Linked DNA regions of Gossypium hirsutum: all the other regions are linked to region 2. A link is a contact called in public Hi-C data. All regions are on one chromosome and are shown on one strand. The core of a region is the stretch at or near the end of the contact, and the rest is flanking DNA. Distances in the headings are between cores, read along the strand shown.

Region 1 (2,700 bases), core at 110-2,609, 510 kb before region 2:
ATTTAAATAATATGTAAAATATGAAAGGTTCTAAAAATATATATATAATAAGATATATTCTTGAGATATGAGTTATATACATATTGGGTTTAAAAGGAATTATGTATGTAAAGTAACATAGAATTAATAATATATAGAATAAAAACTAATTTTTTCATGAATTATATATGCATAATAATATATATATGAATATTTAAATGAGGTATTATACAAAAAAAATTTAAAACAATATGATAAAGAAACTTTAAAATAAAGATTTTATATGAAAAAAAGGGGGTAAAATTACCATGATGACTCAAAAAAAGTATGTATATACATGTAAAAAAAAAGGTATTAAGTTAATAAATAAAAATAATAATAAATTATACAAATCAAAAGGACTCAATTAAAATAAAATTAAACTAAAAAGGATACTTGATAAATAAAATAAACTACTAAAATTAAAAGAAGAACTAAAGCGCAATGCACGCAAACGTGCGGGGATCAAAACTGGCAATATACCAGATCCCAAAACACTGCGTTTAGGCGCGGATTAAATTGCGATAACGCGCAAATCTCTAGAAAAAATTAAAAAAACAAAGAAGATGCACAGAGGGCCCAATCAGACACCAACGAGAAATAGAGGGACCTAACGCGCAAATAACCCTCAAAGACCAAAGCGCGGATCCTATCCAGGCACGGGTCGGGTGATCGGGTTATGGCTCTTGAAACGGTGCCGTTTTGTAGCCATTGAGATTGGCTTAAAACGTCGTCGCTTTATACCCTTTAAAAGGCAAAAACAAAACCCTAGTGAAACACAGCCACCATTTCTTTCCCTTTCTAAAGAAATCAGAGTAAAAAGAACCCTAAAAGCCATTACCACCATTCGGCTAATCCCAAAACTTGAGCAAATCAATTGCCACCACTACGATTCGATGGAGATCAACATGCGCGCACTTCGATTAGAGTCTTAACTCAAGACCTATCAATTTCAGCCCTTAGAAATCTCATCCCAAACTTCGATTTCGGTGAAGGAGACAAGAATTTCGATGGCCTATTTACGACGATAAACGTTCTTTTATTTTCTTATATTCGAGCCACATGCAAAATCAAAAGAAAGAAACACACATAAAAAAAAGGATCGAGAATAACCTTTCCAATAATTTTAATTCGATTTTGTTGTATTCAATATGTATATTTTAGTGTGCGTCCCATACAATTGAAAAAGAAGATGGCTTTATAGCCGAATGAGAAAAATAAAGAAAAATACAATATTTTCTTGTCTCCTTTTTTCTTTTTTGCTGTTGTGCTGTGCTGTTTTTGTCTTCATGCAGATGGGGGAGGACGTAGAGGCACGAGCGGCGCTGGGGAGTACGGAGGTCGTGCATGGGAGCGTACGGAGGCTAGAGGCTACGGCGCTAAGGTGGAAACCCTAGGGTTTCTGTGGATAATCTGGTCTTGGGCCGCTTGGGCCCGATTTGTTTTATTTGGGTATTGGGTTATGGGTTTGTTTGGGCTTAGAATTGGGTTTTTTGGGTATTGGGCCATTGTAATTGTTTTGGGCTGTTTTGTAATATTTGGACTGATGGCCTTTTGATTTGGATTTTAATATTTTTGTTTTGTTTCGGGATTGATTTTTGGTTGTTGGGCTCGGGCAGATTTGGGTACTTACAATGGGTATGAACTAATTCCTATTGTAGTTGATTAATTGAAATGTCAATTATTTAATATAAGGTTTAGAAACTAAATTGTAAGAATATGGACTAAATCGAATAAACTTAGAAACCTAGAATTGATGAATCTAGGGGAACAATTAGATAAGTGAGACCGAGAGGATATCTTATTGAGCATGAATTCGACTATCCCTATCTAGCTTAGTAAGATTGAGAGATAAATAAGACTATATCATCTAATTAGGTAAATTGAACCAATTAAAATTGACTAATTTAGAACCCTAACTTGAGAATTAATTATTGAAGATATTAATCAACTGCTATATTTTCTTCGATAATTATTCTGACTTTAGTATTTTTTCGCTTTAGTCCTTTAAATTATATTTTAGTTTAATTCAATTTTTTTATCGTTTTTTGTATAATTTATTCTAGCCATTAGCTAGTTAGCCTCCTTAATCACATGCTTTTATCTTTATTAATCCATCATATCACTCAATCTTCTTTAGGTTTGATCCTTGGAATACTCTAAGTATCGTATTGTACACTTATTACACCTGACTTGTCACACTTGCAGAACATTGTACTTCATGTTTATTTATTTGCAATTTTCTCTACTCGGCGTATGTATGCCTTGGCTCAATCAAATACAATAACTGATTCACACTTTATTACTCCCCAAGTATAGAGATCTCACATTTGTACCTAAAGACTAGAATGCTCACCTCTAAATCCTCCCTCTGAGAACTTGGGCAGTAAACACTTCAATGTTTACAATATAGTTTGCACTCTCTCATAAAAACAGATCCTCGATGAATAGATTCAAGTGCTCTCAATAAGCTCTCATACATTAACCTAGACAAGCCTCAAAACATATATCAATTTTGAAACACAAACTAATAAAGTTTGTATTTTCTCACAAAAATAGTTCCTCAATGAATAGAAATTATTGTATTGATGCGAAAGCATAATAAACTAATAAAGGTACTAACCTCTAGTCATAGCCAATGTTGAAATACAAACTACGTTGTGAAATTATCAATCTCTCATG
Region 2 (2,700 bases), core at 155-2,654:
ACTAATAACAATAATAAAAGAAAACAAAGAAATAAATAAAACACAATAGATCAAAGAGCAAAATATATCAAATATGGTCGTGGATTATTAGCTTGCTTCTATAATCATAACCAACTGTCGCTTTTGAGTTTTCTTGTTCAATCAACTAGTCAATACCCCAGTAGGATCTTCCGATCTTCCACTTACATATTGAGTCGACAAAAACTACTTATCTCTCGACTTTAAAGTCCAAATCGGTTCGGGGTTAAAGTGTTCACAGATAAGCTATACCAAATTTGAGTTAGTTCCCACCTTAATGACTTCTTAGGGTTTCCAAGCCTAGGGTTTAGTTTCTTCCTCTCTTGAACAGTTGATCCACTTAAAAACCCCTAAAAATAGTTAATTAATCGTATCTCTACTTGCTAATCCCCCACAGGAGGATTAGTTCCTTATGGATATAATAAACAATATAAACTTGATAGAAAGAATAAATATAAAGAACAATTCAAGAGAAAACTAGTTTAATCTGCTACACCGAATTACGACAAATCAGTAGTCTCTCGAACCGTACCGGCTCGCAACCAAAGTGTGACAAAATTACTCACATAGGTTCCATAGGCATAGGGAAACCGAATTACATAAATATATCATTTGTGTTATTTGTTTTTTTGTTTGCATAGTTTTCGTAGTGCCGAACCGTAATAATCATTACAGTCTAGTACGTCCATTGCAGTTTTCATCTTAATCAAACAAACAACTTAAGGAAGCAACAAAAATTATTTCTTTAAATATGTAAAATTGAATCAAAATTAAAGCTTCAAATATACATAAATTCAAGTTTCATGTGTATAATTGCACCAAATTGAAATTTATGTATCAAATTACACATTAGACCAAAGTTGATATATATATATTTGATAAGCATGATAAAGTAAGTCTTTATGTAGAACAAAAAAAAATAGATTAGGTAAAAATATGCTTTAGGTTCCTACACTCTTTATAATTTGTAATCCAATTCCCTAGTTTTATTTATAATAATTTAGTATTCATACTTTTCAAATTTTAAAATTCAAGTCTAATTATTAATATTGTTAATAGTATTTTTTTATGTGTGACATTTTAAAACTAAAAAAATTACTTATTTCGTAGTTATGTAATAAAAATATATTTTATGATGATGAATAATTTTAATTGTATTAATAATTTTAATTTTTTGAAAAATAAAAGTATTAAAATCCTTGCAATTTAAAAATAAGGAAACTAAATAGTAACAAGAATTCAACTATTAGATAATTAATCTAAGTATCTAAAACTAATATAAATAACTTAATTTAAAATTTGAAAAGTTAATTCATATATTTTGAATGAAATCGAATTTTGCACATCATTAATACCACCTTACCCTCGTTAAGCTGACCCGACCCGACCCTATGTAAGAGCTATTTAATAGATGTTTCTTTACCATTTTCTTTCATTAATCCCTCGATTTGTTTGGGAAAAGAAAAAAGACCCTAGCTAAGCCTCCTGTGATCCTTCTTCAACATGGGAGATTACAACGATGCCTTCATGCGCAACCAAAACGCCGCCGCCGCCGTTCAGGCTCGCGTTAAACCCCCTCAGAACCGCGCCAATATTCAGCAGCTCAAGCTGGTTCGTTGTTTTAGGGTTCTTTTTTGGTTTGAAGAGTGTGATAAGATGACTTTTAATCTCGACTCGTTAGATTAAGATTATTGTATATTCTTATTTTCTGTTCACTACTTTCTATTTTCAAAACTTTTGATGAATTTAGTTTTCTTTTTTGTTCTTCTAAATGAAGATTTGCTGGGATTTTTGGAAAATTAGATGCGACTAAAAAAATATATGGTGATTTTGATTTGTTTTTGGGTAAAAGATGGTAAAATACAAATTTGTTTACTTTGCAGATTGGCCAAAGCCATCCTACTGGTTTAACAGCTAACCTTTTGAAGCTTTTTGAACCACGACCTCCGTTGGAGTTTAAACCGCCTCCTGAGAAGAGAAAATGCCCTCCGTATACAGGTCTTTTTCGTGCATTTGGAGTTTTAATTTAAATTTGACATTTACTGACTTGTTTTGCTTCGTTTGTCTTTGTTAGGAATGGCACAATTTGTGAGTCACTTTGCTGAGCCAGGAGATCCTGAGTATGCCCCGCCTGTTCAGGAAGCAGAAACACCTGTAGGATACTTGTTCTTAAGGAGAAGTTGCTGTGTTTTTGTTTCTGTGAAATGCTTTGCATGATAAAATTTGTTTTGATGGTGTTATGTTTTCTTTTGTGCTTTTATCAAATTTGGAATTATTTTTTGAGTAGTATGATGTCATTGAGATTTGAGATGTTTATGGCACGGCCTCTATACTGAGATCACTCAGTTAATTTTCTCCTGTTTGTAACTAAACCGCCCATATGGTGAGAACACTGTAGTTATGTTCTCATGTTTGTGTGTGTTCCATGCGTTGTTTAAACGATGACCTTAGTTGGGCTTCGCACTATTCAGTGAAAACGGATTTAGCTTGCCTAGACCTAAACCAATTTAGTTATTCAGTTGGTTATGATGTTTTTGGTTATTGATTAATTCAATATGTCGTTGAACAATAACTGAATTACTCGAATTACCCAAAATATATGACATATATTTTAATCTTTGTCAGATGTTCACTTATTTTTGGCATTTTAATTTTTTTGGATGATTATACTTATTTGAATTA
Region 3 (2,700 bases), core at 190-2,689, 370 kb before region 2:
ATCCATCAAGCAAAACCCCTCAACCCACTACAAAGTTAATGAAGCATGAACCTTGTCACTTTGAACGGATAGATAGAAGTCAATGATTGGCTGGCAATAAAGAAAACAAATTGATTGGCTTTGGTGAATAAGAGTTAGTGTTGTTTTAATTGAAAAAGATAAATAGTTAGAGCTACATGAAGATCCAAGAATATACTCGTTTGAGCGAAAGGATAATATATATATATATATATGTGAGAATCGAAAACCATGAAGTTAGACAAAAAAAAACTCAAATACCATATTAAAGTAATGAGAAGCTTATGAAATGTTTCCTCATCAGCCGAAGAATGAAGTACAGAAACAGAGAAGCTAAGTCAAATGAACGAGTTCTTGTGGGCATAAGAGAGTACCATCTCATTTCGTCCCGAATTACTTGAGCTTTGCTTTCAGTGTCTTATTCAGTGGGTATGAACTGAATGGTTGAAAATGGTTTTTACTAGGGATTTCCAATGCTTCTATTTCTTGTCAAATGCTATCACACCTCATACTAAACCATCACCAAACCCCAAAACACACGCGTCCTTTGACACGCAAAAAACATACTAACCACTGCCTATTACACGTCGGGACAAAGCCAACATGCAAGTTGAATGTTGATAGCAACTCATGGACGTTGATCCAATTTTACCTATACGCACGGCAAATCCCTCTCTAACTTTTCTAGATTTTGCAACCTACAACAAGTGTCTCCAATATCTATATTCAGATACGCATTTAACATGAATCACAAATACCGATACATGAAAATATATTTATATATAAAGAAAAGTCAGAAGCAACGTTTTGTAACTGCCAAAGACCAGAATACGAATACTCCAATATTAATATTATAAATAACTTCGACGAATATGCATTCATGAACTCCTAGAAGTCACTATTTTGGCTAAAGGGAACGACTACTAATTGTTGGGAATTTGGAGATATAAACCATTATGGTCATAATTGGCCATTAGACCTGCTCCATTTCTACCTCTTTCGATGGGCTATAACATATGGGTTCTTCATTTTTTTTTTCCTAATATAGCTCTAGTATTTTAAACTTATTTCTTTGAACATTTCACTGTTCGTTAAAATTATATTTTGAGGTTTGGGCCTCAAAATTAATGTAAATTTTGTCAAATACATAGCAAACCATGTCCGAAATCCTATCCAGAATCCATGCAACACGGTGGAGAACAAGCTGACATTCATGAACTAGACGTAGCTTGTTAAAAATAAGCAGCTTTACTCTTATTCTGTAGTAGCTAAGTTACAAGCCAAGTTACTTCAGAAAAGGGATATCCCTCCAGAGAAATGGAAAGTCATGTGATAATGAAGAATGAACACTGGAAGGAGTGGACAATACCCAACCCTATAGGCTTTTGAATCTTAACGAAATCTTAGGAGGCCCAAAAGGCTAATAAGGCTGCAGGTTCAAGACCAATATATAGCTCTAGAAGACAGGCTGAATGGAAAGAAAGTACACATTCTTGCAACGTTGCTTTACATGTTTCAGATCCCATTTGCTTTGAAGAAGCTGCAAAACAAAGTGAATGCTTTGAGATGTTTGATTTGGGTTTATTGCATTACGTTGATGCAAGGGATCTTTTGAATAAGTTTAATATGGTGAATTATAAAGCCACAGCGACATTCATGAATATTAGTAAGAAGTTGTGTTGTGACAATGGTGTTGAAACGGTAAATATCACAAATTGCGGAAATCATGTTAGTAATATAAACTAATTGTCCCTTATAAGGTTAGACAATGCTTTCTCTGTTAAAGTTGTGTCAAGATTTATGCAGCAAGCTTCACCTTAGAACTTTAAAGAAAATTTTGAGATATGTTAAAAAACAACCGAATATCAAAATTCAAATAACTAGCGTTATAGATAGTGATTGGGCAAGTAGCAATGGAGCAATTGTGTGGAATTCAAAAAAGCAACAAGTGGCGGCCTTGCCAATATCAAAGGCAAAGAATGTTGCAACACCTTTTGTAGCTTGTGAATGTAACACCTTGAATTTTTATTATTATCAAATTTTGCTTCAATTTAAGATTAGTTTGATAAAATTTTTTGAATAAGTTATTTCAAAAATTTTGGATGGAGGGATAGAATTTAGATTTTTTTGATAGGGATGAGAGAGGATGAGTGCGAAAGAGGATTGTAAGTTTGTCCAAGTTGCGGATTTGACTTAGGGTTCCAGACATTTAAAACAACTTAAATTTTGACACTAAAAAACAAACGAATCCAAGTCAAATAAAAAAAATAAAGAAAACGATTAAAATAATAATTAAGATAAATAAAACAGAACAATAAAGAAGATAGATGAAAAAGATGAAATGTGGCATGTAGATATCCTAAGGAGCCTTGGAAATAAAATGGATCCACAACCCCCTTCAAACGGCTCTAATTTCCCCTCCAAGAAAGAAAACTTGGCAAGAAAACTCAAGAAAAATTCTTGAAAAGAAAAACTCAAAGAGAAGTTGTTGAATAATCATGAATTGATTTGTGTACAATGAAGAGGCCTTTATATAAATTAGCTAAATACATCTAAATAAAGCTCTTAAGTATATTAAAACTCTAATTACCTTAAACAAGAAGTAGTTTCAAAGCTAAACTTTCTTATTGACATAAAACTCCTAAATAACTTAAAATACTTAAAAATTATCCAAAACTCGTA
Region 4 (2,700 bases), core at 181-2,680, 400 kb before region 2:
AAGTTCTGTGCACATCAAGCGATGCACCTACAATCATTCAGCGGTGCAGCAATATTAAGCATATCAGACACCTTAAAGCAGTGACATGGGATGATGTTATGATCCTTTATATGAAAACTGATCGACAAAATTTACCATTTTACCTGAAAGGAACAAGGATACGATGAAGTCTCCACTGCTTCAGTCCCCATTCAACAGATAGTAACCTGATAAAAGAAACAGAAATTAAGTCAAGCAGGTCAATTAAGATAAAGAAAAAGCAAAACAGCACGGGTTTACGTAGAAACTTATCACAATGATATAAATGGTTAGAAACGATTTACCAGAGGTCAATTAAGATAATAAAAAAAGAACAATTAAGGGATGAAAAGGGTTTTTTTTATAGTGGCATCACCGTGAAACTTGCAGTCAAAGAAGAAAGATATGCAAAACATATCGACCAGACTTTTCTATGTACCCCACACACCACCAAAAAGAAAAAGATTATGCATAATTAGACTTATTTTAAGTATGCTTTTGAATTTTCTTTCATAAAGATGTAGGATTTTTTTGTTCTTTTTTATATTAATTTTGAACTTGATCATGATACGGGAAGGGGGAAACCAGGTTGGGAGGGAAGGGGAAGAGAAAACTCACCTTAGTGCAAGTGGAAGCTAGAGCAATGATAAAGAGATGCTGCTTGTTTTCGCTGTATGTTTATTTGTGAAGCTATAGACCAACACCAAAAGAGATGCTGCTTGTTTTCGCTGTATGTTTATTTGTGAAGCTATAGACCAACACCAAATATAGAGAAATTGAACCACCGGTGCCAAAGACTAGGTTTTTGTAAAGCAAAATAGCTACAACTTTAGAGAATATATCATTTAGCCCCCAGAAAAAAAAAACGAAAAAGAAAACAGAGACTCTCACTAGCAGAAAGTGTGTAGAATTCAAGGCATCAAAAGTAGTTGTCTTGCAGCTCTTCCATAGATAAGCAGGGTGAAAAGGAAACAATAGTTCAGAAGAAGCTTTAAAGATGACCAAATGGATTGCATGGTCTTCTTGATCACCAAAAAAGAAAAAGAAGCCACTTTTTTTTTGCTCTTGATGACAACACCCAACACTCAAAAAACCATGTTTACCACCATGGATGAAAACAGTGGTTAAAAAAAAAAAGAAGTAAGAGATTCCCAGAAATGAAAACAGAAAATTCCTCCAATAAACCAGCAAGAGAAGTGAGTGACAATTAGAACTTGTAGGGAACTAAGAAAACCAAAAACCAGAGATGGAAATTAAGAAAATCTTTATATCAGGAAAGCAGAAGTTGCCAATAAAGAAGCTGTTGATTTCGTTTCTTTGGACAATGAAAGTCTTTTTGCGAATAAGAACTGGTTAGAGTCGAAAGAAAAGGAAAGTTTCTTGTTTTTTATTTTTTATTTATAGATTTAAAAAATAATAATAAAATAAAATAAAAGGAGTAGTCTATGGCAATGCTATCAAGAATCAGGTTGTTCTTGGTCGGCTTTAAGCCAATGACAGGTTAAGACAGTGATGCTCTCTAACTCTACTCGGATTGACTCACACGTCTGTGATGTCTGTGATCATTGGATACCGTTGGATGATCATGAATCGATGGTTGATTGAAGGATAAGCGGCCGAGTCCGGACACGCAGTCTTGATTTGACCAAGAGTTGCGGATGAGAGAAAACCCAACACATTTTATTATCCAATTTAATTAAACACAAAAAAATTAATTTGATGATATAAGTAAATCATCCCGCAACGCGGGATCATTTTCCTAATACCCCAACTTAACTACCTAAACGCAGAATCCAAAAATTAAAATAAGATTACATCAACCCTACACAATTTCCTAATTAATTAAATTGATATCAAACTTTTCTCACTTATCAATTATTTAATATAATAATTTTATCTTAATCCGATAATACATGTCTTTTCCCAAATTTCTTGCCTTCTTATTTTACCTATGCTTTCTTTTAATTAATATTTTTAGAATATGATCTAATTAACTTTCACTTTGAATTCTTGATTTTTAATTAAAATTTACCGTTTAATATTAATTTTCATGATTTGAAAATAATATTTTACTTTAGTAATTAACAATAAATTAATTTATAAAATATTAAAAGAATTTTTATTTCATAAAAGAAAGATTTGAAAAATAAAAAATATTAAGTTTATTTTATTAGTAAAAGTTTTTATCAATTGTTGATGCTATATTAAGTTATTATTTTAATATTTATTTTTATTAAATTTGTCTTCTAAATTAAAATTAAAGAGTAAAACTCAATCAAGAATTGAATTTTAGTGACGAAATTCAATTAAACAAAAAATAAAAATTGATAAAATTCAAGATAAAATTAAAATATAATCACAAATTTATCTTTAGCTTAAAAGCATAATGATAAATATTAATAAAAATAAAGTACAGTGACAAATTTCAATATTAACTTAAAGTGACAAATTTACATATTAACCTTTTTATTTAGTATAATCAAACAATAAATAATTCAATCAACAATTATATAACAATAAAATTTATGATTTATAATTTGGTTATTCTTTATTTTATTTTATAATCTTAAAAGGTGTAAAATATAAAAATTAAAAAATTATTGAACCAAATCTAATAAATTCGCTAATTTAGTTTTAACAATAGAATTAGTTGGATTTATTTAGTTACGAGTGTTTCGTCAA

What was found. A called contact is a pair of places that touch in the nucleus more often than the background predicts.
Region 1: a Hi-C map of leaf shows a contact between it and region 2, with 2.1 times the contacts expected there. The contact joins the enhancer-like site here to the promoter of LOC107900632 in region 2. A contact is called at or near these places in 3 of 34 Hi-C or Micro-C datasets (leaf and petal).
Region 3: a Hi-C map of leaf shows a contact between it and region 2, with 2.1 times the contacts expected there. The contact joins the enhancer-like site here to the promoter of LOC107900632 in region 2. A contact is called at or near these places in 7 of 34 Hi-C or Micro-C datasets (callus, hypocotyl, leaf and 1 more).
Region 4: a Hi-C map of leaf shows a contact between it and region 2, with 1.7 times the contacts expected there. The contact joins the promoter of LOC107897627 here to the promoter of LOC107900632 in region 2. A contact is called at or near these places in 8 of 34 Hi-C or Micro-C datasets (anther, hypocotyl and leaf).

What each region holds. Positions count from the first base shown.
Region 1 is chrA10:19,621,225-19,623,924 of Gossypium_hirsutum_v2.1, reverse strand. No RefSeq gene overlaps it. Among protein-coding and RNA genes, the nearest start is that of LOC107897621, 3.8 kb to the right of the region's middle. Within about 2 kb of position 1,359, at least 9 of the 9 cell types and tissues checked have an H3K27ac peak or open chromatin away from gene starts, as enhancers often do. A contact at or near this core is called in leaf, where this site is marked.
Region 2 is chrA10:19,113,762-19,116,461 of Gossypium_hirsutum_v2.1, reverse strand. LOC107900632 (U1 small nuclear ribonucleoprotein 70 kDa) reads left to right here and starts at 1,404. Exons shown (of 10, transcript XM_016826302.2): 1 at 1,404-1,629; 2 at 1,902-2,016; 3 at 2,093-2,172. The coding sequence starts at 1,522.
Region 3 is chrA10:19,486,265-19,488,964 of Gossypium_hirsutum_v2.1, reverse strand. No RefSeq gene overlaps it. Among protein-coding and RNA genes, the nearest start is that of LOC107897627, 31 kb to the left of the region's middle. Within about 2 kb of position 1,439, at least 3 of the 9 cell types and tissues checked have an H3K27ac peak or open chromatin away from gene starts, as enhancers often do. A contact at or near this core is called in hypocotyl and leaf, where this site is marked.
Region 4 is chrA10:19,517,749-19,520,448 of Gossypium_hirsutum_v2.1, reverse strand. It overlaps LOC107897627 (U-box domain-containing protein 5), which reads right to left and starts at 1,430. Exons shown (of 6, transcript XM_016823140.2): 1 at 637-1,430; 2 at 144-206; 3 at 1-27. The coding sequence starts at 191.